Regions from separate parts of the Mus musculus genome. Here regions 1, 2, 3, 4 and 6 are each linked to region 5. The links are chromatin contacts, called in public HiCAR-type, HiChIP or PLAC-seq and Micro-C maps. All regions are on one chromosome and are shown on one strand. The core of a region is the stretch at or near the end of the contact, and the rest is flanking DNA. Distances in the headings are between cores, read along the strand shown.

Evidence for each region. Hi-C and Micro-C count contacts between places; a contact is called where the count stands out from the background. HiCAR-type assays count read pairs that join an accessible place to other places. HiChIP or PLAC-seq counts read pairs in DNA pulled down with a chosen protein or histone mark.
Region 1: a HiCAR-type map of astrocytes shows a contact between it and region 5, with 7 times the contacts expected there. The contact joins the promoter of Lcorl here to the promoter of Slit2 in region 5. A contact is called at or near these places in 1 of 39 promoter capture datasets (embryonic stem cells), 3 of 484 Hi-C or Micro-C datasets (embryonic stem cells and uterus) and 5 of 115 datasets of contacts at active chromatin or transcription factors (astrocytes, embryonic forebrain, embryonic hindbrain and 2 more).
Region 2: an H3K4me3 HiChIP or PLAC-seq map of embryonic hindbrain shows a contact between it and region 5, with 6 times the contacts expected there. The contact joins the promoter of 9630001P10Rik here to the promoter of Slit2 in region 5. A contact is called at or near these places in 4 of 39 promoter capture datasets (embryonic stem cells, hippocampal neurons, liver and 1 more) and 1 of 115 datasets of contacts at active chromatin or transcription factors (embryonic hindbrain).
Region 3: a Micro-C map of embryonic stem cells shows a contact between it and region 5, with 7 times the contacts expected there. The contact joins the promoter of Lap3 here to the promoter of Slit2 in region 5. A contact is called at or near these places in 6 of 39 promoter capture datasets (the 3T3-L1 cell line, 3T3-L1-derived adipocytes, frontonasal cranial neural crest and 2 more), 3 of 484 Hi-C or Micro-C datasets (cardiomyocytes, embryonic stem cells and olfactory sensory neurons), 6 of 115 datasets of contacts at active chromatin or transcription factors (astrocytes, embryonic forebrain, embryonic hindbrain and 3 more) and 1 of 9 other capture datasets (embryonic stem cells).
Region 4: a contact with region 5 is called in an H3K27ac HiChIP or PLAC-seq map of embryonic stem cells, with 16 times the contacts expected there. The contact joins the promoter of 1600023N17Rik here to the promoter of Slit2 in region 5. A contact is called at or near these places in 4 of 39 promoter capture datasets (embryonic stem cells, hippocampal neurons and liver), 4 of 484 Hi-C or Micro-C datasets (the N1E-115 cell line, cerebral cortex, embryonic stem cells and 1 more) and 3 of 115 datasets of contacts at active chromatin or transcription factors (astrocytes, embryonic stem cells and stem cell-derived neural progenitor cells).
Region 6: a contact with region 5 is called in a HiCAR-type map of astrocytes, with 6 times the contacts expected there. The contact joins the promoter of Med28 here to the promoter of Slit2 in region 5. A contact is called at or near these places in 2 of 39 promoter capture datasets (embryonic stem cells and liver), 4 of 115 datasets of contacts at active chromatin or transcription factors (astrocytes, embryonic forebrain, neural tube and 1 more) and 1 of 9 other capture datasets (embryonic stem cells).

What each region holds. Positions count from the first base shown.
Region 1 is chr5:45,854,291-45,858,999 of GRCm38.p6, reverse strand. Lcorl (ligand dependent nuclear receptor corepressor-like) reads left to right here and starts at 1,460. Exons shown (of 7, transcript NM_001163073.1): 1 at 1,460-1,653. The coding sequence starts at 1,503.
Region 2 is chr5:45,636,373-45,640,739 of GRCm38.p6, reverse strand. It overlaps 9630001P10Rik (RIKEN cDNA 9630001P10 gene), which reads right to left and starts at 1,465. Exons shown (of 4, transcript NR_102378.1): 1 at 1,204-1,465; 2 at 394-451. It overlaps Fam184b (family with sequence similarity 184, member B), which reads left to right and starts at 1,239. Exons shown (of 16, transcript NM_021416.3): 1 at 1,239-1,647. The coding sequence starts at 1,501.
Region 3 is chr5:45,490,728-45,495,408 of GRCm38.p6, reverse strand. Lap3 (leucine aminopeptidase 3) reads right to left here and starts at 2,035. Exons shown (of 13, transcript NM_024434.6): 1 at 1,848-2,035; 2 at 128-243. The coding sequence starts at 1,949.
Region 4 is chr5:45,667,404-45,671,995 of GRCm38.p6, reverse strand. 1600023N17Rik (RIKEN cDNA 1600023N17 gene) reads left to right here and starts at 2,288. Exons shown (of 1, transcript NR_073433.1): 1 at 2,288-3,295. Ncapg (non-SMC condensin I complex, subunit G) reads right to left here and starts at 2,071. Exons shown (of 21, transcript NM_019438.1): 1 at 1,863-2,071; 2 at 773-976. The coding sequence starts at 1,973.
Region 5 is chr5:47,980,884-47,985,316 of GRCm38.p6, reverse strand. It overlaps Slit2 (slit guidance ligand 2), which reads right to left and starts at 2,162. Exons shown (of 36, transcript NM_178804.5): 1 at 99-2,162. The coding sequence starts at 277.
Region 6 is chr5:45,517,333-45,522,004 of GRCm38.p6, reverse strand. Med28 (mediator complex subunit 28) reads right to left here and starts at 1,776. Exons shown (of 4, transcript NM_025895.4): 1 at 1,521-1,776. The coding sequence starts at 1,679.

The sequences.
Region 1 (4,709 bases), core at 211-2,710, 2.1 Mb after region 5:
GTTCTCATGTCTCTTTTGATGGTGCCTGATGAGCTTTCAGATGGAAACAACTATTCCATCTTCCCACTCTAAACTATGGAGATAAGCCACTCCTATTTTAAATTTCAGTTTCTGAACCGCCATCTAGACTATCTCTACTCTACACATCACCTTATTCTAGCCTCCCAAATGATAAGATTGCAAACATATATTCATAAACACATGGCTTCAAACTTCACATTCGAAAATTTCTGATGAAGATGTAATGCTACATTTTTACTTCTGATGCAACAAACGCTGAGCAATAAACTACTCTAAGAAGAAAAAAGAATGATAGATAAGACTATACCACAAGATAGGGCAATACAGAATTGAGAATTTGAGTTCCTAAGAATTAAAATATTTTTTTCCGCAAAGGTGAGTATAAATGCCCAGTAATGTACAGCACTTCTCTGTAAACTCTGGATGGCTTACAAGCTCTTGGTCCCCTGTGACAATACTGACATAAGTGTAGAAATGGCTCTGGTGCAAAAGTTTTTTTTTTTTTTTTAAGTAATTTTAAGTATATACTTAATCAAAAGATTCTCCTCTCCCCAAGGAAGTTTTCTCTAGCACAGAGCAGGATCCATCTATAACAATTACAAAGTGTTAAATCCCATGCAAGGTTAGTTCCCCCGATTTTTGTAACTAATCTCGCTTTTCAAGATCTCTTCGCTTCACAAAACTGATGTCCTCGCACATCTTTTCTGGATGCAGTAGGATGATTGGCAAGCGCTTTCGCTGAAAGTGAAGATAGATGACATTGACCCTGAAAAGTTTCCAGCACTTAAGGAGCTGCCTAGCCCAGCACCGCCAACTCTTGAGGCTTCCACCGTACTCCCCTCTTGGAACTCGAGGAAGCAAGCATTTGGGCGGAGGGAGTTAGAGGCTAAACCCACTGGGGGCAAAACATTAGAAGTCTGGGGCCGAGCTGCTATCTGGAAAAGTGCGAACTGGCTAGGCTAGGAGAGCGCTCAACGCGAGAGGACTACAAAGCCCAGAGGGCACAGCGTCGCTCTCTTGCGCTCCTCTACGGGACCTGCACGCAATGGAGGCTGGGAAATGAAGTCTTCGGACTTCCAGCGCTCCGCGCGAGGGCAGAAGGGAGGCGTTGCTGGTCCGCTCCTTCAGCACGCGGGTTCCTGGCTGGCCTCCGGGTTTCTCGCTCCCGCTCAGGGTTTTCGTGGACGGCGGGAGCAGTATGGCTTGCCTGAGTAAACTCTGGGGGGAGGAGGGGAAGGGAGTGGGTAAGGAGGCGGGGTCAGCGGAAGCGGCAGGTTGCTTCCTTCTCTCCGCGCTCCCTCCCCGCCTCTCCCCGAGGGAGCGGTGGGAGGGGGAGGGGAGGGCAGGAGGAAGGTAGTGACACGTGTCAATCAACCCCCCTCCGGGGGGCGCGCGCTCCGGGGCTCGCGCCGAGGGCTCGCGCCCCTGCCTCGTGCCTGCGCCGCTCGTATGTAAATGAGGGCGCGTGACGCGGGACGCAGATGGACAAGGGAAGAGAGAGAATGGCCGCTGCCGCCGCTGCTGCCGCCGCCGCCGCTGCCGCTCAGTGCCGGAGCCCTCGGTGCGCGGCGGAGAGGAGAGGATTCCGGCGGGAACTCGACTCTTGGCGCCACCGCCTCATGCACTGTGTAGGTAAGAGAGACACGGGCCGGGCCGGGCTCGGCGCCACGGTGCGGCTGCCGGAGGAGTTTGTGGCTGAGGGGTGTAGTTGGAGCTCCGGTTCGGGTCAGTTCAATGGGGAGCGATGGGAGCGGCGGCGGCGGCGGCGCGGCGGCCCCGGCGGCGCCTTTTGTCTCGGGGCTCCCTGCCCGGCGCGGTCCGCGCCCCGCCGCCCGCCTGCCCGGCTCCGAGCTCCCGGGGAACTGTTAGTTCGGACCCACTCTCCGAGCACCCCGCGGAAGCAGCCCGCCCGCTCGTGCTGCCCCGAAACTCCTCGGCGCCCGTCGCCACCCGCCGGTGCCCCTGTCACCGCGGCTCTCCACCGGGGCGGAGGGGACCCTGGAGCGGCGAGCCGGTCCGCGCCCCCGGCCGGGCGCTCACACACCCCCTTCTTGCGGCCCTGGGGCTGGCGGCGAAGACGCTGCCTAGTTCCTGGGACGCGGGACCAGGGGTTGCGGGGCGCTCGCGGGGCGGGGGGCGGGGGGCGGGAGAGGGTCGAGGGGCGATGGGGGCGGCGCCTGAGGGGCGGGGGGCGGCCGCCTCTGCCCTCTTGCGAGTGGCCTCGGATCTGTGTGTACCCCTTTAAGAAGGAGCCGCTCGAGCTGACGGTTGGGATTTGAAGTTCTTCCTCCCTCTTTGGAAGTCTGGACGGATGGGGGGTGTTGCTATGGCGACGGCACCCTCCCCACGCCCCCCCCCCCTTTCCTTGAGGACGCCCCGACGACTCCGGTCCTCTTTTCGCTGTCATGTGATGGACTCGCGTAGCCCTCCCCGCCTCCCATTCCTGTTCAAATGCAGTTCAGTTTTCCGTTTCGGTGGGGTCTGATCGGTTTTGCTTCAAACTTGCGCGCTCCCGGCTGTCATTCAGTGGGCTGCTCCGGGTAGCGGGAAGTACTGGGACTCCCTTACCTTGTTGCGGTCGCTGCTTTTCCTCACTCAGAGTGCGACGTGTGCCCACAGCTGTTACCCAGCAGGTTGGTTCAGTGCAACAGAGGGGCTGCGAGCGGAGGGTGTGCTTCGGCAGGGGTTACGGGGTAGCTTTTGAGGGGAGGAGGTGGGAGTGGAGGCTGGTCGGTGTTAGGAGTGGGTGGTTGCGTCGGTTTTCTTTTCTGACGAGTAGGTGTCAGCCTTTGGAGTTGAGTGTAGTAAGCTCAGTTCCTTGGGAAGACAACTCTCTCCTAACCGTGTTTTCATCTGTTCTTGCGCCACCTCGCGCCCTGTCCCCCTTCCCCATCCCTCGCAGATTTGCTTGGGTAGAGCCCTAAGGTCTGTCTTGTTTTCACTAATCATAGTAGATGAAACCAGATGCAACTCCAGTTCAGTAATGTGCCATACAGAATTATATATATATATATAAGCAGAAGGGAGGGCACTCTGATTTAGGAGCATTTCGGCGATGTTTAAGCAGTTTGCTCTTAAGAGCAGTGTGTCACCTCTCTAAAATGTATTTTGGTTTTATCTGTGGCAAAGTTATATGGAAGCGGGGGTGTGGTGTGGGAAAAAAAAAACAACCCATACTAAATGTGTGTCCGTACTTGTATTTCATGAATGCAAAGTGGATTCGTTTTGACAGTTACTTCTGTTTAGATCTGTTCCGTTAAAAACCCGCCTAGAAATAGTCGCGTTCCTTCTTGTGGTGTCCCAACAAATAGCACTGACAGCATTGTAGTACCGGCTCACAGCACTGTTAGGCATCCAGTGATTTGAAGATGAGCATGCTTAAGTTGTGCTTTACAGTATTTGACTATTTGTTTTTCTCATGTTGTGTCACTAAATACATTTAGTATGACTTTGAATAAAAGAAATGTACTTTTGAAAGTAAAATTTTGATTAAGTGAAACAAATTAATTTGATCTAATGGGAAACGAGGTTAATTTTTTTAATATTTAGTATTCTGTAATCTGTATTGCACTTTCATTGTTATACACAGTTATATTGTACCATACATGAAAATGTTTCCTGAGAAACAGCCATATTTGAGAACTTGTTTCACAGTTTTTGTCTTAGAGACCTGCTGAGATCCATCTTGTATATTGTTTTTGTCATTGCTAGTTTTAAGTAACAAAACCCTTCTAAATAGAATATACATCTGTTGGTTGTGGGAGTGGTCTCATTTAGTAGTGGTGTGAATTGGTGATAAAAGTCATTATTTTAAGCTGCTTTGCTATGATACATACTTTGCAGAAAAACTTCCTGTTCCTTATATGTATGTGTGTGACTTATGTGTAGATGTATAAATATATACATTTCTATATTGAATAGTCAGTGCTCTTATTGATTGAAATACCTTTTTATATAAAACATTCTGGCTATTGAGAAGGAAAATGATTTAAGTCTTGGTTTTCAGCAAGAGTTCAAAATCATAAACATATTCAGGTTATATAGCCAACTGGTATTATGTCGCAAATGAAGTTTCTTGAAACCTTGCGTCTTCACTTAACTAGTTAAAAAATAGGATTATCTTTTTGTGAATGTATATTGTCTGAAAATTTTGGGAAGGAAGTTATCTACACTGTCAGTGAATCATTATAGTGATTGACAAGAGAAAATGTTTGCAGCCATCTAGAAATATTTCCTTTATAAATATGGGACCTATGTCTTTGCCTTAGATTTACTCCGCTGATTCATTTCTGGTTTTGTTTTTTTTTTTTTTTTTTTTTTTTTTCCATTTTTTATTAGGTATTTCGCTCATTTACATTTGCAATGCTATACCAAAAGTCCCCCATAGCCACCCACCCCCTCTCCCCTACCCACCCACTCCCCTTTTATGGCCCTGACGTTCCCCTGTACTGGGGCATATAAAGTTTGCGTGTCCAATGGGCCTCTCTTTCCAGTGATGGCCGACTAGGCCATCTTTTGATGCATATGCAGCTAGAGTCAAGAGCTCCGGGGTACTGGTTAGTTCATAATGTTGTTCCACCTATAGTGTTGCAGATCCCTTTAGCTTCTTTGGTACTTTCTCTAGCTCCTTCATTGGGGGCCATGTGATCCATCCAATAGCCGACTGTGAGCATCCACTTCTATGCTTG
Region 2 (4,367 bases), core at 216-2,715, 2.3 Mb after region 5:
TAATACATGGACTCCTGTGACCCTGATCACCAAAGATTTTTGTCCCACGGAGTTGTGGGATAAGCCTAAGGTTCTCTTGGTTGCTCCTCTGGGTGCTCTGTAATGCCTGGGAGGTAGACAGGGGTTCACAGTTGTGGTATCACTGTCCCCATTTCACACCCAACTGCCGTTTGTAATCACCTGATCAAATAGTTAATTTTTCCCACCTATAAAATGAGTATTGTTATTGGAGGGCGAGAAGTTTATAAAATAAAATATATTAGCCAGGCAAAATCATAATAATGACACTATTGCCACTTCAGAAAAATCTGACCAGGATTCTGTCTTGTTTCTCAAAGTCCATTGTTCAAAACCAAAAAAAAAAGCCAGAAACGATTTTGGTTCTCTACCTACCTGCTTTCCCAGTCTAAGGGGCAACAACTTCAAAACGCAACAAGGTTCAGCCTCGGGTCTGTCTGAGGTAATGGCACAGGTTAGATGAGCTCCTTTGCTTTAACTGGGTAGGCTTGACTTTCCAGACCCATCTGGTGCCCCTTGTAACTTCCTTTCCCACTACCACCCTTTCTAGCTCTTGCAGGACTTTTTTTCCTTGTCGCTACCTCTTTCCCTACTCTGAGACCGAAATCTGGCGATGCCCCGCCCCCAACCCACCCCCAAGTTTCGGTCACTAGTGACCTTTGAGTGGACGATGTGGGGAGATCTCTAGCATCACTGAGCAGGTCCTATCCAAGGTCAGGAAGGGGGGCTTCCAATTCAGTCCCACCGTGTAGTTCTGAGGTTCCAGCTCTATTCCCACTTTGAGCTCCAGATCTCAACCTCCTAGAATCGGAGTGGTTAGCTCCCTCATCCCCACTTCTGCCCTTCAGCATCCCGCCTCCTCTCTTCACCCTCGCTCTAAGCATCAGGGCTGCAGGAATAAGACCCGCTCTCTCATCTGTCCCATCTACTACTACAGGATTTTCTAATATTTTCATTCTGATTTGCCGATCTGCTAGGGACTAAAGCCAGCATTTCTTCCTCTTGGCCTGAGCTATCCACCTCGGGCTGGATCGCTCACAGTGGAGTTGGAAGCTCCAAGCCACCCAGTTGGCCAAGGAGAGGGAAGGGAAAAAAAAAAAAAAAAAACCCTGCCCAGGGCACCGCCCCCACCTCCTGTCCCCCAACACCCCTCAGAAGCTGTCCTCTTGCAGGTATAGCCCGCACCCTCTCGGAAGCATCCGCAGATGGTAAACCTCACGTGCAAGGCGCCAGCGCTACGCTGCATGGTGCGGGTGCCCGTGAGCCAGCTAGCTCGCGAACGAGCACGAGCAGAGGAAGGTGGTGCGCGAGTGGGCCCGGGAAGGAGACACCTCCGGAAAGAGAGCCACGCGGCTGTGCTGGCAGGACTGCAGTGCCACCTCTCTGGAGAAAGCTCTCACGCCCGTGCTCGAACGCACGTGCACACGGCCAGCGGTGAGAGCGCGCGAGTCAGAGCATTTCAGTGCAGGGCTCCTTAAAGCGATGGCATCTGCCCTCAACAGCAAAATTCACCCGCCAGGAACCTGCGCGAGCTCCAAAGCCGACGCCCGCGGTGGCTCGGGCTGGAGAATGGACTGTGATCCGGAGATGCACGTGAAAATGTGCAAGAAGATCGCTCAGCTCACTAAGGTAAGGCGGGGTGCTGCGGGCAGACCAGCTGTGTGCCACAGGCACCCAGAGTAGGGGTGGGAGTGTAGAAGCACCCCAGGGGAGGACCGCACTGAATCCCCACAAACTTTGTCACAGAGACCAAAGGAAGCTGTTCTGTATCTGAGTGAAGTGACCTTCTGGAGACTGCATTTGGAAGCAGCAGACAGGATTCTTTGCCAAGGAAACTCCCGCAGCCTGCTTGCTTAGCAGGTGGGCTGTGCTTTCCCAAGGCTAGAGGGTGTGTGTGTGTGTGTGTGTGTGTGTGTGTGTGTGAGAGAGAGAGAGAGAGAGAGAGAGAGAGAGAGAGAGAGAGAGAGAGAGAGAGAGAGAGAGATCATGTTCCCTTGCCAGCCCTGTTCAAACCTTCAAACCATCATGCCTGGAATGTTGTGATTTTATTCTCTATATCTGGGGAGATCATGTGAGACCTATTTAAACACGATTCATTAATTCCTTCATTCAACAAATATTTGAATCATTTGTTGAGTGCTAGCAGTCTTTCGTGGCATCGTACTAAACCTGGAAGGAAGCCCAGGGGACTTACTGTCAAACTGACTACAGGCATGTGTTGGATCATAAATGGGAAAGGGTAGGATGCTGTGTATGCTTGTGGTAATGGAAAAGACCTTGGGAGGTCAGCCAGCCCATATCCCTACTTCATCTCAGGATCTTGGTTGAATATATCCAGTATGTATACTTGAGATGTTGCCAATGCAGGTTGTTAATCCCTGGCAATTTCCCGGTTAGGAACAACTCCGCACAGATTCCCTCCACATATCTGTAGAGATGTCTTTCCTGCAGGGTTTGAGTAGTTTAAATTGTTTACTTGGTATTTTCCATTTGGTCTCAAACTCCTAGCACAATGCCTACTAGTAAAGACTAGCTCCAGCGTTTGTCCCAGAGTATAATGAATGACATATTCTGATTTCTTTCCTAAACATCTTCCTCTTACTTTCCATACCTGCTTTTCTGAAGGATGGATGAGCATCCTTACCACACTGGAATCCAACATAGGGTGAAACAGAACAGCACTCGCTTTCTTCTCCTGACCTCCCATTGGCCTCTTCATATTCTTTGCACAAGAGCCTGTCTCCAGACAGTCGTGCCACGATATCTAACCCAAAGGTGTCTAATAGCGCCGATCAAAAACTTACTTAAGTTTCTTATATAAAAATGATTTTCGTATCTGAAAAAGCAATTATAGGATCCGACACCTTCCTTGTCTTCAAAAAGCTAAAGTTTTTGTTGTTTGTTGGTTTGTTTGTTGGAAGAGAAGCAAGATTTGAAATAGCAAGAGCAATTAAAAGCACACAACAAGAGCTATGTGTGATACTTCAAGTTATGAGTCCTATGAAAGTGGAAACAAAGCAGGGCACGGCAGTGTGTGCAGAAAGAAGGGGAAAATTATGAAAGAATTATCCTTGACTTGTGATAGTGATGATCTATGGGGTGCCTGCTCTATTTAAAAGATTGAACATCACTTTTATTTTTGTGTACGTGTGTGTCTGTACATATACCCCATTGGTGGGTGCCTATGGAAGCCAGAAGAAGATGTGGGCTTTCAGGAAGCTGGAGTTACAAGTGACTATGAGCCACCCAATGTGGTTGCTGAAAATCAAACTCAGATCCTCTGTAACAGCAGCAAATATTCTTAACCACTGGGCTATCTCACTAGTTTCATATACTGAATATTGGTGCAATAAGCCCTAGGCAGGTTCTGTTCTAGCTAGTAGAGTCATTTTGAAAAAGGGGACTCTGAACTGAGAAAAATGCCTCTATAAGATTTCCCTGTAGGCAAGTCTGTAGTTTTTAAAATTATAGTTGGTGTGTCTAGCTGACTGTGTGTGGTGCTATTCCTGGGCAGGTGGTCATGGGCACTCTAAGAAAGCAGGCTGGGTAAGCCACTGAACAGCACTCCTCCATGGCCTCTGCTTTAGTTTCTGCCTTCAGGCTCTTTCCCTGACTTCCTTGGATGATGGACTACCAATTGTAAGGAGAAATTAAACCCTTTCCTCTCCAAGTTGCTAACAGTGATAGTGTTTTATCACAGCAATAGAAACCCTAACAAAAGCGTAGCCCTTTCCTTTATGGTATGTCAAACACATAAATAGATTATTTCAATGTAACTGGGTGGTGATTCAATTCAGTAATATTTATGGATTACCTATTTTGCTAAGCCATGAAGACTCAGCAATACAGAAGGCAAACACCATCCCTGGTGCATAATCAGCAATATTTCTCAGAGTTCTCCGTTACAAATCACGATTGAGTCTTACTATGTAGTACCACTCAGTACCACTTTTCACACTAATTTCTTAAGGTGAGATTTTTGTTTCTGATAAACCACTCTTCTTTTGCCTACTATTTGTACGGTGCATATTTTCTACATTTGAACATTTAGTATTTCCATGAGCTTTTCTTTGATAGGTGAATTTAATCCAGGTGATCACAAATATTCTCCCATCATGATTTGTGGTTTTCCTTTGCTATTCTTCCCCTATGCTTTCTCCGTCTCCATTCCCATGTTCTGTAAGATTAGGAAAGATGATTTACATTCTGTGACTGGTTTGAGAGCTCGAGGCTTTATTCAACTCAGTCTCAGGACTGTCATTCATGTTTCAACTTAGCTACTTAACTATGATGTTTTCTACCAAAGGTTTTAAAGTGAATTTTCCTACAGAAGAGCTCTTTTCACCCAT
Region 3 (4,681 bases), core at 786-3,285, 2.5 Mb after region 5:
GAGTTTGAAGCCGGCCAGCCTGATCTACATAGTTCCAGGACAGCCAGAGCTACACAGCAGAGACCCTGTCTCACAATGCAAAATACACACACAAACAAAAAGGAACCCCAATTATAGTAACACTTACATGTTCAACATTTCCCTCAGCTTTCCAGACACCAACTTATTAAAACTCTCTCCCGCACTTGTAAATTGTGGCAGGTCATCATCTTTGTCTTTGGCATAAATTCCTAAAACAAGGCCCTGAAAAAAAAAAAAAATCAAGAAAGATAAATACAATCAGAGTAGATCCCCCAGAAAGCATTGGCTGTCCAGATGCAGAAGGGGCAAGCAATCCCATTAAAACTGTCTTTTTCCGCAGAGGCCAAGAGCAGAGCAGCAGCCTCCACCGCAGCAGCTAAAATCCCTACCAGGGCAAGACTGGAACTGGGTTATGTGAGACATCTTGGGCCAACCCTAAACCTGAAAATCACTTGTTTCAGATCTACTGTCTCAGGGTTCGGTCGTTTAAAATACTTGTGTTTTGACTCTGTCCACTCAAGGGTTAGCTGCAGGACTTCCTACAGACATTCAGAAGTGAGTGAACACTCAGTTTTTGGAGTGCTTCAAATTTCAGATCAGGGATGTCCACATTGTTTAGTACCCTGTCAATCAGGGAAAGTGTGTGACTTTGCAGAGAGGGCAGAAGAAGCAGGGCCTTCTGCCAAGCACTTAATGGTGTGGCTCCACATTTCTGTCACACGCTCCCCGCCCCAAACACCTGAAATAAGGATGTAAAACCACTGCTCATCATTTGACTTCACAAGGCAATTTACGACTTTTAAAATACTGCCTCCCTTACGGCCACTTCAAGGAGTACTTTTCTCTCATTTGCCAGATAAGGAAACCTAGTCCCTGACACTGGAGCTCCTGCGTAGTTAAACTTTGACAGTGCACATGCCTTCTTTCTGGTCAGGGCCCTTTCCAAAAAACACCCCAGGTACTCCGGACCCATCTTTCCACTGAAGAAAACAGGCGTCCTTAGCAATGGTAAGTGCTAGGTTCTAACTTTCCCAAGATTGTTCATTCTGGGGTTCCATGAGACCAACCTGGGACAATCCAATGTTACCGGCCAGGGCTGGAAAGGTGTCTGCCTAACTCCTCTGCTATCTGTGATAACTGCAGGCGACCTGAGTTCAAAGCTCCATCTGGAACATTCCTCCCTCACCAGGTCCTGGAAGTATGACCTGGAAGTACTCCAATGAGCCCTTCCAGACTTTTCCCATCTGAGGGTCCTTCATAATTTCTCAGACTATGGAGAAGACCCTCTTCCAATTTCAAGATGACCTCTCTCAATAAAACCCTTTCCCCTAAAAGGACAGAAACCCAATCCAGCAGTTTCCTCCCCCAGGGCCTTCCACTTCACTTCAGCGGGGGGAGGGGTCCAGGCCCTGTGACTGGCTACTCTGGAAGCGTAGCAGGCTTTGGGACAATCCTACCGTCGTCCTTTCTAGGGTCTCTGTGAGAACTAAAAGAATTGGCGAACTAGGCGCGTGTAATTTTTCAGAGCTCAGTTAGAGGAGTCAGTAAACACTGGTTAGGTGGAGTGAGCGGTTCTGCTCAGCCTTCAGAACCCAGCACTGTCCAGTTAGGAAGAAAGGACGCGCCCTCGGCAAACAGCATCGGCCGCCCTCGTCGCAAGCCGGGCCCAGGCTGGTGTCCTGCAAACCCAGGGAACTTTTCTGTTCAGCTCATTTCTGCAACTTGATGCGTCCGTCCGACACATCGCGGCCTGGATACGCCGGGTCACCCTGCTGCCCGCCGCCAGGGCTCGCGCGGCCGCCCGAGAGCGAGCCGCCTCCACTCACCTTCGTCATGTCTGCGGTGGACAGACCCCGATCCCAGAGACCTCTCACTCCCAGGCGGCGGAGCGCGACTCGCGCGGCAGCCGGAAGGGGCAGCAAGTACATCTTCTCGGCTCGGCCCTCGGCGCCGCCCTCCAGAGAAGGAGCACGTGGCGCGTGGCAGGGCGCGCGCCTGGAGGCGGGACCTCCGGGGTCGCCGGACGCGCGCTTGGAAAGCCGGACCTGTGCGGGGCCTTGGGGGCGGGGCCGTCGGCAACTGGGCGGAGACCCGCTACTGAGCCTTAGGGAAGGGCGGCAGGCCCTTGGGGGCGGGGCTTCTGTTCTTGCGGGCCGGCGTCGTGGGCGTGGTTTCTGCGGGCTCAGGGGCGTGTCGGCTTGCTCGTGCTCGCGTGGGAAGCCTGAGAATTTGGTTTAAGGCAGTTTAACAGAAGTATGTCAATTTTATTTAACAAGTTTGTGTATACATGGAAGCCCTTACAGGAAAATGAGGATCCTGAAAGTGATCAGGTCCAAGTGCTTATATTGAATAGTAAATAGTTATGAAAAAGTAACTAAGCATAAAGGAAAACAAAAAGAATGTAATAATTAGCTAAATAAGGTTCATTTGGGCAGATTTCTAGCTTCCTTAACGCCTCACCTCGGGTAAAAGTATTTGGGGTAGCAGTAGTTTACATGGTGGTTTGACGTTCTGCTTTGGGGTTTGGGAGACCCAAAGATGGCTCTTCTTGCATTTAGTTCTATTCAAGTGCCTTTTAGGTGCAAAATATTGATGCTCAAGTGGCATACTTTAATGTAGCATATCTGCCATCCTTCATTATCCAATAAGGGCAAGAAGTACAGTGATTACAAAAACTGTTTTGAAGAGTGTCTTATGTAGACATCCGGATATGGGCCATGATTGTCCCCATTAGTAGCCCACCCTCACTACTGACAAGGCTCATATTTTAAAGCTTTGGTCAGCAGCTCTTGGTCAGCAGCTCGTGGTGCTGCAGGGAGGAGGTGGAACACGTAGAACATGGGACCTAGTAGAAAGAAGTTGGGAGGTTTCAAGGAAAATGCTGTGATCCCAGGACCCGGCTGCCTGTCTCTGATTCACCACAGATGAAGAGGCATCCCATCGTATGTGTTCAGCATAATTGCTATGCTGGCCCTAAACCCGTGCACTGAATGACCACGGGAACCTCTGGAGCTAGGAACTAAAGTCTTTCCTCTTTTTAATTTGACAGCTTCAGAAAGTTTTGTCCTGGTGATAAAAAGGTTACTAACGTAATAAGATCAAGTTCCTTCTGCCTTTTTTATTTTGTTTAAGGACATTTCTTCCACAAGAAATGCCTCCAGACCATCCCACTGTGGGTTTTATGTCTCCTACTCCCAAAGCAACCTGTCTCAAATTGCTAATCACCTGTATCCTGCTCGTGTGTGTGTGTGTGTGTGTGTGTGTGTGTGTGTGTATGTGTGTGTGTGTAGGACGTGGCTTTCACTTCTGTGTATTCATGCCAAAATCTAGCATCTAGTCCATATCTAGGGCCTATGCAAACAAGGTGCTCATAAATATTTGAATGAAAGTATGATCAAAGTCCAGTTGAGGTTGCAGCATTTAATTAAAGACCAGGCCAGCTGCCAGTGGGATTTCCTGATAATAAACTGCATGAGAAGTAGAAAGATAATTAAAGGGACATCGGGATCAGGAAGCGCATAGGCTTGGCATGGGGTGGAGACATCAGCCTGCTCCTAATAAAAAAGAAGATACAAAGACCAAGTCTCTGGTTTAAAGAGAATCTTAAAAGGCAAGAAGCCCATTTACTGTGGATGAGGGAGTCAGCAGGGAGCCAGGAATGATCTTCATAGAAGCTGCAGGGAAAGCTATGCTTTAATAGATGCACCAGTTAAACCCATTAAAGCCCAGGCACCAAAATGTGTGTGGGTCAGCTTAAGGGAAGGAACCAAAGCACTTCCCCTTTGGGGTAATCCGACCAAGAGTGAGCCAAAGTCCGACCTCCCAGCTTCTCTCCCTGTGTCTTCCAAGGATCTATGGCTCCTGTTTCCTGGCTTGTCTGCAATCTGCCTGTTGTTAGGAGTCTGAGTCTGTGTCCGCCTCAGTGCCGTCTTGTGAATTTATCCCTCACAAAGCTTTTAGCTCTCTCTTAATGAGCAATGCAGAAAGCGTCACATGGGGGAAGGGAGGGGGCTACTTTACAGAAATCTTTTGCAGTTTTACAAGGAACTGAACTTTGCTGATTCCACCTGACCCAGGAGCCTTCAGAAGACTAAGGACAATAAGGCAAACTCTTGCAGCCTATATCCAGGTTGAACAAAGAGGCTGATTACACAATAGGACATAATTCTGAAGTCTTAAAAACTTTCAAGTTGTGCTAACTTGGCAATGGGGTCCAGCAAAAGTTTCAGTCTCAGAATGTAAGAAAGCTTTTCATAATAACTTATCACCACAGAGAGACGATGCGTATTGGTGTCCAGGATAAAGAAAGAGCAATAGTGGGGAGATCACAAGTGGATAATTATTGTCACTCATACATTCCGAAAGGTGCTGAGTCTGTGAATTGTAACCCTCATCTTGATCTTTCCTATTACCTTCCCGTAATAGAAGCTTAAAAAAGAAATACAGTGTTATCCAAACAAGACTATACTTTCTAAATGAGTGCAGGAAGGGTGGTTCTGTGGTTCTAGGTCAGAGGAAGGAATGCAAGTCCATTGCCACCTCCAATTATGTTCCCACCCCACCTGTCTACTCATCCAGTCATTTAGAAATATTTATTTAAAGATGTGGGTAGACAGATTAGGAATATCAAACTCCGTTAGACATCCAAGTGGAGATGAGA
Region 4 (4,592 bases), core at 1,039-3,538, 2.3 Mb after region 5:
GAAGTCAGGACTGGAACTCAAGCAGGTCAGGAAGCAGGAACTGATGCAGAGGCCATGGAGGGATGTTCTTTACTGGCTTGCCTCCCCTGGCTTGCTCAGCCTGCTCTCTTTAGAACCAAGACTACCAGCCCAAAGATGGTCCCACCCACAAGGGGCCTTTCCCCCTTGATCACTAATTGAGAAAATGCCTTACAGCTGGATCTCATGGAGGCATTTTCTCAACTGAAGCTCCTTTCTCTGTGATAACTCCAGCTGTGTCAAGTTGACACAAACTAGCCAGTACAGGCTACAAAGTAAGCTCAAGGACAATATGGGCAACTTTAAAAAATCTTCTCAAAACAAAGTAAAAAGATAGGAAGATCAGTATACCAACATGTGTAAAGTTAGGTTTAATCCCTAGTACTATGGAAAAAAATAAAAATAAGACAATAGCAACTCCTTACTTGCAGAGACGTTATATTGTATGTGCATACGAGGCAGATGTTATACTCTCAAATAGGCTGAAAAACTATTTGCTGTCACAAAATAAGCCTATCCCTCTCTATAGAATTTCTTTAACTTAATCGCAGAGAGAGGACATTTACACCAAAAGTGAGAATTTAAAGTTAAATTTTTAATGCTGGAGTTATCCTTTTATCTTAATGACAGTTGAGGTTTCCAGAAAAGACTTATCTTATTCACATACATTTTCTCTATCACTGATATTTTACTGTGGAAAATAACAAACATAGCTAAATATATTACTTCCCCAAAGTAGTAGCTTTTACAGTACCTGTAAGAGAAAAGTAAACAAATAATTTAAAATGCCACCATCGTTCTCTTCCTCCTCTTCTTCCTCATCAGACTGGTGAAATGAAGTAACAAACTTGGCTGTGAAGTCCATGACCCTCTCCACGGCAGGTTCACGCTTATATACCACCATAGCATACTTAAGGTAATGAATAAACTCCTCCTGAAAAGCTGTTTTATCATCCATCTGAAAGAGAGAAGAAACGCCTCCAGAAGCTGCATTAATAAAAATTCTTTATTCCCAACACTGCCATAATACTGCTGAAAGTGTTACCCTTAGGTTAAACTCTAAGGTTTCTTAATAAACTATCAATTATCCAAATCAAGGAAGGGAAAATATATCCGCACAAACTTCTCTTCAGTATATAATTTGTACCTCTGAGAAAACACAAAGCATAAATCTGAACAGTGCAAAATTATCTCATTTTTCTCTCAACGCCTTTGGATTATCGGTATTTTTCTTACCGGATTAATGCAAAACAAGCTTCGCCATAAATGACTCAAAATCAACAGCTTTGTGTTTATTTTACTTAGGCCTTCCTAGCATCCGTCAATTTCCTTCTGTCATAACTTACACATTTTGCTCCCTACCCTTGATCACTTTTATATGTCCTTAACTTTCCGTGAACTCCAAAACAATGTATCTTCCTCACATTCGCTGTCCAGTAATTCCCCGCCGCTACACTCGACACACAATTGCCATGTACGGGAAAGACTGGGTGCTTATGGTTTCCCTAGCTGGTGAAATGAAGGTGGTTTTAAAGCTTAGGAGTTGGTTGAAACAACTTCATCGATTGCCTGAGATGAACCAGAGACCTCCAAGGAAATAAAGGCGTCTGAGATTCCCTGCGCAGATCAACAAGTCACTGAGGAACTGAGGATAACGGATAACTCCCCGCATCCCCTGGCGGGATGAGGATGGAGAAGACGGGTGACTGCGTGTGGCCGACGCCGGGCGTTCTGCTCACTGGCTGTGGCCGGGAGACCTCGGGCGAGCCTCGGATCCCATCCCTCCGTCGCGGGGCGCGCAAGGGCAGAAGGCGAAGCCCGGAAGCCGAAGCCAGGCCGCTTACCGCGCCGTACGTGCGGCTCAGCGCCACCACCAGCTTCGCCTGGTTCTGGTGCGGCTGCTGCGCCAGCTGAAACGCCTCCTTCACAGAAAGCCGCTTCTTCTGCGCTGCCATGGCGCCGGGACGGGAACTGCCCGAGAGAGACTGTGGTTCGCGATCCGAGGAGGACTCAGTTTCCCGCGGCTTCCGACACCCTAGCCCTGCAAGGCTCCGAGTGACGGGTTAGCGCCAGAGTTTTCAAACAACTATCGCGGGAGGATGAGATCTCGCGAGACTTCCGCCGGAGGGAGGGTCGGAGAGCGGAGACCTGAGGGTCCCGGAGCTGACTCCACCCTCCGCTCCGCCCCGCTGCTGGGACGCCTGGGGTGTGGCCTGCCGCTCTCCCAATAGGAAAAGGTGTTTGTATGGGAGGCATGGGCGGGGCCGGAAGTAGTGCTGTGGAGGAGCGCGCCTGAAGTGGGCGTTCAGCTTTCTGAATTAAACTGGTGGCCTTCGGTGCCTTGCGGGATCTTGTGGTTGGGAGTGAAGGGAGAAAGCGGAGGACTGCCGCAGCGACTGGCTGAGAACGGGTAAATCCCGAGCGAAGGAGTCGTTTGGGAGATGTCGTACGGAGCCCGCCCGGGGCTTGGGGATGTCAAACTTTCCGAGGGCGTCCTGGACGAGGGCCTCCGCAGTCCTTCGGACCCCGTGGGTCCGGGCGGGAACTGCCCGTCCGCGATGAGACAGTCTGGGGGACTGGGAAGAGAAAGGCAGGGTCAGTTTAGGCTGCAGCCGCTTGGAGATGCTCCAGCGTGACGGATGTGCTTGACAAATCTGCCTAACAACTCTGCTAAGCAGAGGAGAACGCAGACAGTATAAAAGGAATTTGGGGGTCTTGACTAAGATCGCGTGCTGGATATATAAAATTATTTCTAAATGCCTCACCTGGGACATAGGACATACCACTCCAAAACCGGGAAACTTACTTGGTGTGTTGCTTGATGACTTGGGAAACATAAATGCAGCCACCTATTCCGTCTGTACTGGAAATCTACATTGGTGACACGTATCAGGAAGAGGGCTGCCTCCAGACTATGTTGTTCTGTAGGTACTCTGGGAATCCCTAGAGGACCTGGGGAGATAATGATTCATGGGTAAAGTGCTTGCTGAACACACATGAGGATCTGAAGTCACATGTGATATTTCACATACAAACACCAGATGTTAACATTTGTATGTAGTCCTAGCACTTGAGGGTGCTGAGAGCCAGACAGTGGATCTTAGGCTCATTGATCTGCCAAAGTAGCAAGCTTCAGGGTGGCTGAGAGCCTTTCTCAAACAGTAAGGTCTAAAGTAATCAGTGAAAACACTCAATGTCTGTCTCTGACCTAAACATGCATGTACCACACATACAAGATAAATAAAACTTTAAATAAATGATAATAAGATGAGAACCAATATGTGTGTGTGTGTCATTTGTTTTTTATGTAAACAGACAAACTAAAACTTAGAACATATTAATATTTTGTGACAATCTGTGACCTTTCATTTTAGGTGCTTGCTGCCTTTATTGTTTTGTTGATTAAAAAAAAAATGTCTCATGAGTATTTTATCTAGTTATTTCAGTATCAGTGAAATATAAGGAATCTGACCACCAGAGGTCAGTATGACTATGTTTTGATTAGAGTTGTGGATTTTAGTAACGAATGTTGTATGGATTTGGTATGCTTTGGACATCGTAATCGTGGAACTTTTCCAATATGCTACATTAAATTCATACAGCATAATCTCATTGTAAAGCTTACATAGTTCTTGACTCTTACTTTTATTCTGTGAGAAAGAACAAATACATATAGGAATAAATTTGTGTCTTTGATAAGCTTAAGAAAATAACAAAAACTAAACAATGTACACCATAAGGTTCTTGGATTCCAAATTTTAGATAAGTAATTCTTGAAAACAACTATACGGGAAAATGTTTAGACTAGATGTGCTTAATTTGTTTTGTATATACATGAAATATAAAAGAAAATAGCAATATAATTAGTGTATGTAAAGTTTGTATGTCTTATACCTCTTGTTGATTTTTTTAACATGCAGACTCTTTGAAATGAAAACAACAAAAATATAAAAAGACAGGAAAATTAAAAGCTAGCCTCTCCTGTCTCAGTTAAATACAGACCTGACAGACTATAACAAAGTACTCTTTTCGAAATGAAGCAGATTATATAAACTAGATTTGAGAACACTTTTATGTTTGTTGCTTAAAGGTAAAGTTAGAAGCATTTTGCCTTCTTTTGCTGTAGAAGCAAATACTCCCTTTATTCCTCTGTTCTTGGAAAGTTGGTGTCTTTATAATATTCATTTATTCTATGTGAGGGTATGGAATACGTAACTGTACTGGCTAGTTTTGTGTCAACTTGACACAGCTGGAGTTATCACAGAGAAAGGAGCTTCAGTTGCGGAAATACCTCCATGAGATACAACTGTAAGGCATTTTCTCAATTAGTGATCAAGAGGAAAAGCCCCCTTGTGGGTGGGACCATCCCTGGGCTGGTAGTCTTGGTTCTATAAGAGAGCAGGCTGAGCAAGCCAGGGGAAGCAAGCCAGTAAAAAACATCCCTCCATGGCCTCTGCATCAGCTCCTGCTTTCTGACCTGCTTTTGCGTTCCAGTCCTGACTTCTTTCAGTGATGAACAGCAATGTGGAAATGTAAGCTGAATAAAACCTTTCCTCCCCAACTGCTTCTTGGTC
Region 5 (4,433 bases), core at 913-3,412:
TTTCTACCGCACGTGGACTTTCCAGGCTGGACGCTTGAGGAGGTGCTGCCTCAATAGGGAGTGAGGAGAATCAGGGAGGGCAAAGTACCCATACTCACAGTCTCTCGGTGTTGCGGGGGATATTCCTGGGCACACTGCGCAGTGCCAGCCCATGACAGTCCACCGTGCTGCCTGAACAGGAGCACTGGGCCGGGCACGCCTGCGGCGCCACCTTGTTCAAGATCGACAACACTAACCCCAGCGATAGGGACAGTGTCTGCCAGCCAATGCCACTCATCTTCCCTAATAGACTCCTTGCTTTGAAGGACTTCTCTTGAGCTTTCGGTTGTGTAAAAACCGGGCAGTGTCCGAGGCCCAGTGCCTGGCGCTGGGCTTGCAGCCCACAGCACCCGGGGAGATGCTCACACAGTAATCTGGAACAGTGATATGGGGCAGGAGAGCTGACAGAAGCACAGGTCTTTCCTCTGCTCTTCAAGCCTTTCTAGCAGAGCAGAAGATCCGTGGGCAACTTCAAGTTCTGAATATCAATAGGCCCGACTCAGGCTGGGAGTAGACCCCGGAGCAGCTGTGAGGACAGTGCGCGACTTCAACTTGGCGGTAAAAGAGCTCCTACTTGCAGTGTCCGCGAAGATGCAGAGGCTGGTTGCTTGAGGACAAGGGAGGACTTCTGATCCCACGAACCCTCTAGCAAATCCGATTCCAGTGGAAAGAGTACAAGGCTGAGGAGGGAACTTAAACAGTAATGGTGGCCCTGATCAAAGTGGATTCCCCCGAAGCTAGAAGGCGCAAGGGCCTGGCAGGTCCAAAGCAGAGCCCTCGGAGAGACTGGTCATGGCGCGCGTGGGGGCGCACCGGGTATTCAGACAGCCTTGGGGGTGCCGGGCGGTGATGCGGGGCTCAGGGCTCAGCTCCCGGGGCCTCTCCACTCCTGCGGCACAGCAGCAGCCTCAACCGTCTTCTCCACTTCCCGACAGCCAAGGATGGCTTGCACACACACATGCACTTCACTGGAGGATATCTTGGCAATCCCGCCTCCCTCCCGGCGTCCTTGGCGACGCTCTGCACCAGGGCCTGCCCCTGAGGTCACACAGAGAGACAAAAGGGCAGTCGGACTGCTGCAGCCTTGCAGGAATATCCACTAGTCCTCACTCCTGCAGTGGGGAAAAATCCAGTAAGCCAAGTTGAGTAGGAAAGGTCCTCTAGCTTGGGCAAGATTTGCAGATAGGCGAGCCCAGAAGAGCAAAGCAAAGACTAGGTGTCCGCGATGCCAGTGCTGCTACTGTGCCCTGATGGATGACTACTAGGTAGAAGGCAGAAAGATGGGGATCTGCTACCCTGGCAGACCCCAGGCGACAACCGAATGGCAGTAGAGTGTGCGCGCTCTTGTCAGCCACTCTGGTCTCCGGGATACGCCGCAGCTCCGCAGCACACACCTGACGGCACAGGTAGAAGAAACAACAGCCAACAGCGACGTCCTGCTGTATGCAGCCTCTCAGCCACCCCTCGGGCAGCCCCTACAAGTGGGTCCTCAGCCTCAAAGTGCAGGAAGTTTCCCCAGGCGTTGGATCCGGTCACCCACTGTCACGGGAGGAGTCCAGCCGCAGACGTTGAGATGCCGCTTAGCCCCGGACGTTGCACCTGACTCGGCGACCACAGACTAGGCAGCGCTTGGCTTCCAGCCCCTTCCCCTCTCAGGGAGGCTTTCGGCACTCGCGGTTCCCGGGAGGAAAGTGGAGAGAGAGGGAAGGCGGAGACTGAGCAGGGACTGGCGCTCCAGAGCCCCAGGCAAGTGTCTAAACAATAGGACGGACTCCGCAGCCTAAGTCTCGCCTGGCTGCTGGAAGGTGGGTTGTTGTTGTAACTGGAGTTGTCCGCTCTGGCTGCTGGGCGCTGAGCGCAGCCAAACAAAAAGACCCCAGTCCGCGCCTCTGGAGTCGCCTGTGGGCCCCCGGGACGTCCCCTTTTTCTCCTCAGTACTCCCGCAGCCTCAGGAAAGCTCGGCAGCTCCGGCCTGCGCCCTGAAGCCTGGGCGCTCCCATCCCTCGCCGCCGCCGCCGCCTCCTTCTCCTCCTTTTTTTAAACCACCGTCTGCGGCAGCCACAGCCGCCGCCTCCTCCAGCCTCCGCCGTCCAGGCGCTCCGTAAATAAATAAGCCCAAGTCCGAAGTTAAAGCGGCCGCCGGTCTTTATATAGCAGCCGGAGCCCCCGCCCTTGGCTCCGCCCCCGCAAGCCTCGCCCCGCCCCCTGGCCGCGCGCGGAAAGCCTGCACCTCGCCCGGGAGAGGTGAGGCCCAGGCTGGCAGCTCCGGCTGCAGACAGCGGCGCGCGTTCCCGTACGCCCCTGCTCGCGCCCAGACTCCTAGGATCCAGCAAACTTGGCCACCAGAAAGAAGAGCTCGGGTCTCCTCCACACAACTCCTTGGCCTCAGAGCTGACCAGAGCCCAGAAACCGAGGTTCCCAGCGGGAGAACGAGGAGAGGGGCAGCTTTGAGGACAGCTCATAAATAAATGGAGAAGGCAGAGCCTCTGTTGTAGCTTTTTGAGTCGCGATCCTAAAGGGGACCGCTCTGGGCTTGCAACACTGAAAGAGAGAAAGAGAGAGACAGCGAGATTATGATTTTAAAATTAAAACAAAAACAAAACAAAACAAGAAAACTCTACTGAAATAGATCTGCCTCCGTGAGCGCGCATTTTATCCCCCCCCCCCCCCCCACACACACACATTTTGTTTGGGTGGCTTCAAAGTTTAGAGTTGTAGCAAGTTGGGAGTAGTGTTTTCAACCTTCTCTCTGGCCTTCCCATCCCTAAGCCACCGTCTTCGGTTAACCCTTTCTTTATAATCACTTACTTAAAAAACGCCATGGTGAGGGATTTGGTTGCGTGGGCACTATACAAACTCACACAACTCCAAGGGTTTGGATAGGTCCCTACGGTTTTACTCTCTTAGCTGGCAAAGGGAAGAGGAAGTAAATCCTAGCGATGCCCATTATACTAGAAGGCTTTCCTTAATTCAGTGCCTAACTGGACACCCCACCCCCATCCCCACCTCACCCCTACCCCCATCCCCATCCCCACCCCTGCACTGTTTTGAAAATGAATTTCCTCCTTCCTTCTTGTCTCTTCAGTGTGATGTCTGGCAGTAGTCAGCATCTCTCAGCAGACACCAACGCCGCTATAGGTTTGAAATAACAACTAAATGAGTCAGCTTCTTCCCTTGCTTTTAATTTCCTCATCTTCTTTGCCTGTAGTCACGTTCTACTTTGTGCCAGCCCCTACCATAAAGTCAGTTTTACAGTAAAGTATCATTCGTATAAAATATCTGACAAACCTTGACCGCGAAGTCGGCCCAGTTCTCTTTAGCATTTTTTGGCATTTAACAAGCTACCTGTAACTTAATAGGTTTCCTGATCAGTGTTTTATTTCATAAATATGAACCGTGAAATCCCTCCAACATCTTTATTTTTGCCTATTTAAAAAATTTTTTTTCAGGATATCTTTCTCAGGTCATTTTGCCTGCCACTGAGATCCAAAAGCCCTTCAGAAGATATTGTCAAAGACAGGCTGTCCCCTCATAAAGTAGATTGGAACTCTTGGTATTATTCATTTGAATGCCATTTATTTGTATGGCACCATTCTTAAAAAGACTTCAGAACATTTGACATTCATGCATTCATTTGTCCTTCTAGATTTTTGCTTAAAGGTCTGTTATATAACTAACTTCCTTGAAAAGAAAAGAGACACCATAGTCACGTCTCCTTATGACTTGAAACACAGAACACATGTCTGTTGCAAAACAAATCGTCACTGATGAAGGATTCCCCCAACTAGTGAATTTTCTTTATAATAATAAAGTATGTAATTTAGGCATGGTTTTTACATGCACTAACTCATTTGCTGTCTCAACTTTGACATGTCATTGGTAACATGATAAGTTTATCCACTACACGTGGTTTATTGTTTTATGTGCATTTTAATTGCAGAAATCTACATTCAAAATATTCATAAATAATACCACTGCAATTAGATGCAACAACATTCAGGTTTGAGTCTCTCTCTGTCTCTTTCTGTGTGTGTGTGTGTCTGTGTGTGTGTCTGTGTGTGTGTGTTTCTGTGTGTGTGTGTGTGTGTGTGTGTCTGTGTGTGTGTGTCTGTGTGTGTGTGTGTCTGTGTGTGTGTGTGTCTGTGTGTGTGTGTCTGTGTGTGTGTGTCTGTGTGTCTGTGTGTGTGTGTTAATATCCTTTCTGCATAAAATCAAGAGGAGATTACCATTCACACAAAATGTGCCTATGGAAAAACTTTTAATTAAATGAAAATTTATATTAGATATGACCAATGAATTTCTTCAAAAAAAAACAATGGTTTTAAGTAATTCTTGTTGTTTTTGAGCTAGTGAATTTTTTGTGTGTGTGTATCAACAACCTTCAATTCAGAAAC
Region 6 (4,672 bases), core at 527-3,026, 2.5 Mb after region 5:
AACAGCTCTGCCTGTGTGATTCAGCACTATAGTCTAAGTACTTGGGATACCATTTGGCATTTCATAAGTAACAGGTGTCTGTATAATAAGTGGTGTCATGCGGATAACCAAATCCCAAAGAGGGAGTTTTGAAAGGGTGCCAACCGAGCTGTACATGTGAGTGCGCCACAGGGGCACAAGCAGCCCTCAGACAGACAAGCATGACAGCAGCTGACAGAGGAACACAGTCTGAGAACAGACCCCGACAGCCTTGAGCAAGCACCGAAAAAAAAACCACAAAGACACAGAACCAAATTTAGGTTCCGAACACAAGTCAAAACTACACCCAAAGTTCCTCTCAGAAGCAATGAATCCTCCTGGCTAGCTCCAGATCTGATGGATGGAAACAGTCAAAGGATTTCCCACTCCTGTAACAGCTCGACCAACCAGACTGCCTATTCTGTGTACGGTAAAAGTTAAGTCTTGTTGGACTTTTGGGGCGTGAGCATGATGTGCAGATTTCAGAAAACCTATGGCCCACAAAGCTTGGGGGCGGGGGGGGGGGGGGCTTCACCAACGGCAGTAGGCCATGCAGACTTAAAAAAAAAAAAAAAACCAAACCTAACTGCAAGCCAGGCAGTGGTGCTGCACTTGTTCAATCCCAGCACTAGGGAGGCAGAGACAGTTGTGTGTCCAAAGTCAGCCTGGTCTACAGCGCTTGTTCCAAAACAGCCAGGGCTACGCTGAGAACTTGTCTCAAAACAAAACAAAACAAAACAAAAAGACAAAAACTAACTTCAGAAACTTTAGTTCCTGCTGCACCTCCCAGCCCACCCCCCCCCCCCATCCTTTGAAAAACATTTAAAGCATGGACCTTTATGGACAGTCAGTCTTACGGAGGTTAAAAACAACGCGTGCCCTTCTATTAAAAGCCCAGTATTTTAGGACTGGTGCGATGGCTAATCCGGTAAAGATGTTTGCCACCACACCTGAGTTCCATCCCTGCATCCAAGAGTGGATGGACCCAAGCGTTCTACTAAGGTTTCCTCCCACAGTGAGAACTCAACTTATGCCAACAAAGAGCATTTACCAAATGAATAGAAAGCGAAAGCCAGAGAAGTCAAGGGATGGCACCCAAACAAGCTAACAGGTAGGCAGGTGCCAGGGGCCATTGGAAGGTCTACACAGAACACTAGAGAAAAACAGGAAAAGCGTCCAGTATGTGACCTGGAAACTCAGAGGACCTCAGCCGAGTGGGCCCGCTCCAGGGAAGACCAGATCCTACTAGACCCGCAGGGGATCCAACGAGCCCCGAGGTGGATGGGAGTTGGGCGAACTTCAAGGCCACGGTCTCCAGAAATGTCGCGGTTGCGGGGGCAGACCTGAGACGACCGGCCACAGGTAGTACCCAATCTACGGCAGGCGACTTCCATTCTCCGGTGCCCCGCCTCTACTAAACGCCGGGACCGAGAAAGGAGTTAACCTGCGCGCCTTCCGCACGCCTGTGAGGGCTGCACAGAGACGCCCACATCTCGGCTTACCTCGAAGGATGACTCCAACTCGTCCACCAAAGTGCTGTTAGATGGTCTCGGGGCCCCAGGGGCTGCTTGCAGAAGCGACGCCTGGCCTGGGAGCCCGGGCGGCGGCGGCGGGGGACCTGGAGGCTGCCCAGTGAACATCCCTCCCAGGGACGCCGCCATGTCTGCAACGGCGGGCGGAAACGACACCGGGCCTGTGTGCGCAGGCGCGGGCAGCCTGATCACGTGGCAGGCCTGGTCACATGACGGGCAGTTCGCCTATTCGCCCGGAGAAAGGATTTACCATCATCCTTGTTTCTGTGCGGTCTGCCCAATTTATAGCCGACCTGGGTTTACTCTTTTTTGACCTAAATACTAAATGCTGGGACTGGTTTAAACCAGTCACTTGCAGAGACCGAACAAGGGCGCTGGCCTCCCTGCCTCCAGCCAAGCCCTTGGGCTGTCCCTAAAGACCTTAGCCGAGTCTTTTCTGCGCTCCTTTAGAAAAATGAGTCATCAGTTCATTCTAGGGTGATTAAGGGCTTGAGATGTACCAAATGCCAATCTAGTCACTTGTTCTGGCTGGAACAACACAAGTTCCCTCTAAATTCTGGCGTGAGGTGACATCCTGAAGGATACCAGTGTTCCTGGCACTTTTCTAATCGTATATGATAACACCGGAGGGAAAGTGACTGCATCTGTTTTCATAACGGCTTTAATGTTTGCCTGTTCACTAATTCAGAAGCCAAATAGCCTTGTTGTCGTCGTTGTTGTTTAATTTTACAACACTTAAAAAAAAAAGAAAAATTATCAGCTGACCAAGTTTTCGCCGAAAGATTTCCTTGCCCTAGACAGAGGGTAGGGAATAAGTGACAGGAGACAGGATGAAGGAGAAGAGAAGGATGGGGAGTGGTATTTGTCACTGGAGGATAAAAGACTGCCTCTAGATAGAGAGGAGACAGATGCGGCACATAGTAAAATGGACATTTATAATGGTATAAAGGGAACCCCTGTGTTAGAATGATGTGTTCAATTTTAGTTGGACAAGTTAATTAGGTGAGCCAACGGGGACTTTTCATTGCTGGACTTCAATACGATGATATCTTCACCTTGGTAGTCAGCCTCAGGAAGTGGCCAAATAAGTGAACAAACCTCGGTGGCTAGCTTTAGGAACACAATCTAACAGTTCTTAGTAAAGCAGAGGAAATGGAGGAGCCGAACAAGGATTGCCAGAGCCATGCTCAAGTGGACTAGTGTCCCTTCAACTTAACTGAGTCCTTCTAGTTTCCAGATAGGCATGTTTAATAATCTAGACATAGTAGTAAATACCCCAAATAGGAAGAAAAACCTCATAAATACATACAGCATTATTTGTAGAGATAAGTACTGAGGGAAAATGCTTGGGAGTGGACAGCTAAGTGCTCTTTGATGTGGAGGGCCTCTCTAAAGAGATCTCATTTGGAATGAAAATTTAAATGGAAGACCTTTCTAGAAAAAAAAACCTAAAGAAATACTTTGCGGGGTTAGTCAGGTTTTAGTTATCTATATGCCCAACATCCAGAACTCTGTCTAGCAAATATAGAGAAACACTTGTTGACTGAAAAATAAGCGCAGAGGCTTGAGCAGATGGCTGAGCTCGGGCTGGGAAGGCTGCATCTCAGCACTGGATTGGCCCAGGCTGCAGTGGGCCCATGGCAGCAGTTTCTTGAGTCTGACACTTAACTAACTTGTCTCAACCATGCTCTGAGCACAGATGAGGAGGTGCTGGGTCTATGTATGTGTGAGGTGGATACCATCAGAACTGTTCACATTCATTCTGGCATTATCTTGCAACGTTGTGACAAAAGAAAGGACCATGTAGAGATTTCTTCAGAACAGTCATCTGTTGCAGGATATTTGATCACATTGTGAACAGTGAGGCTGTGTTTCTAGTTGTTGTGTGGCTCAGCCTTAGCACACACCTTTAATCCCTCTGGCTGGAATACAGACATGCCCTTTGGACACACCTTTAATCCTAAATAATGAAGGTAAAGTTAGTTTGTAAGTGATGTCTAATTGAGACAAATAAATGAATCAGAGAAAGATTTTGACAGAATAGGATGAGAAGAGGAAAAGGGAAGCTACTTAAGAGAGCAGTGCAGGGAGGGGGGGAGAGGGAGAGGGGAGGGGGAGAGGGAGGGGGGAGAGAGGCAGTTTACCAGGAGAGTTTTACACAGGTTGAAGAGAGAACAAGCTAGATAGACACAGGTAAATACACAATGAGCCAGAGAATGAGAAGGAACCAGAAGAATTGAACAGATTCCTAGAGTTAGTATTAGGCAAAGCAGAACAATTCGGGAGAGGCTGAGAGAAGGAAACCTGAATGAATCAGTCAGCCTAGAGATGAGTTTGAGCCAGAACAGCTGAGTTGAACCAGCCAACAGAACTTAGAAAGAGCTAGAAATGGTGACCCCATACAGCAGCAAGTCTCGGAGGCTAAAAACACTCAAGGCCTAGGTAAGACTGTATGGAGGCTAGAAGCTTCCAGGACTAGGCCTAGGTTAGCAGAGGCAGTAAGTCTTTGAGACAACAGTTCCACCAGGTGAATAAAAGTTATTTTTACGGCCATCTGCAGCCTCAACAGATGCAAAACTGTTGGCTAAACTAACAGGTTGCCCTATGAGAGTTGTTAGCTGTTATTATTTCTATCCTCATAAAACCACTTGGCTTTCCTATGTTGATGTGCATACATAAGCCTACAGTTGTTCTAGTAGCTGACTTGCCTAATTCTGGGAAATAGAAAGTTAGGTCTGGTCCCCTGATGTAAGTATTGGTTCTGATGCTAAGGTCCTGTTCCTCAATTGGTTCTTGATCCATCAATAAAGACACTGGCAACCAATGACTGAGGACGGGGGAGGGGGGGTGTGTGGTGTGGTGCACTTAGAGTTGTGACCAATGACTGAGGATGGAGGGAGCACTTAGAGTTGCAAAGGTGGATACAGGCAGAATCAGGAGAGCAGGGAAAGAAGCTGGGTGTAACTGTAGGAGATAATGCCAACCAGCCTTGTGAGTTTTTGGTTTTTTGAGTGGCCAATGGCCACTCTACCCAATTATGCCTGTGGTAGCAGAAGAGGTTTAGCAGTGTCCAGTCACTGAGTTAGCAAAGGCATTTTAAGATTAACTGGTGTGTGTGTGTT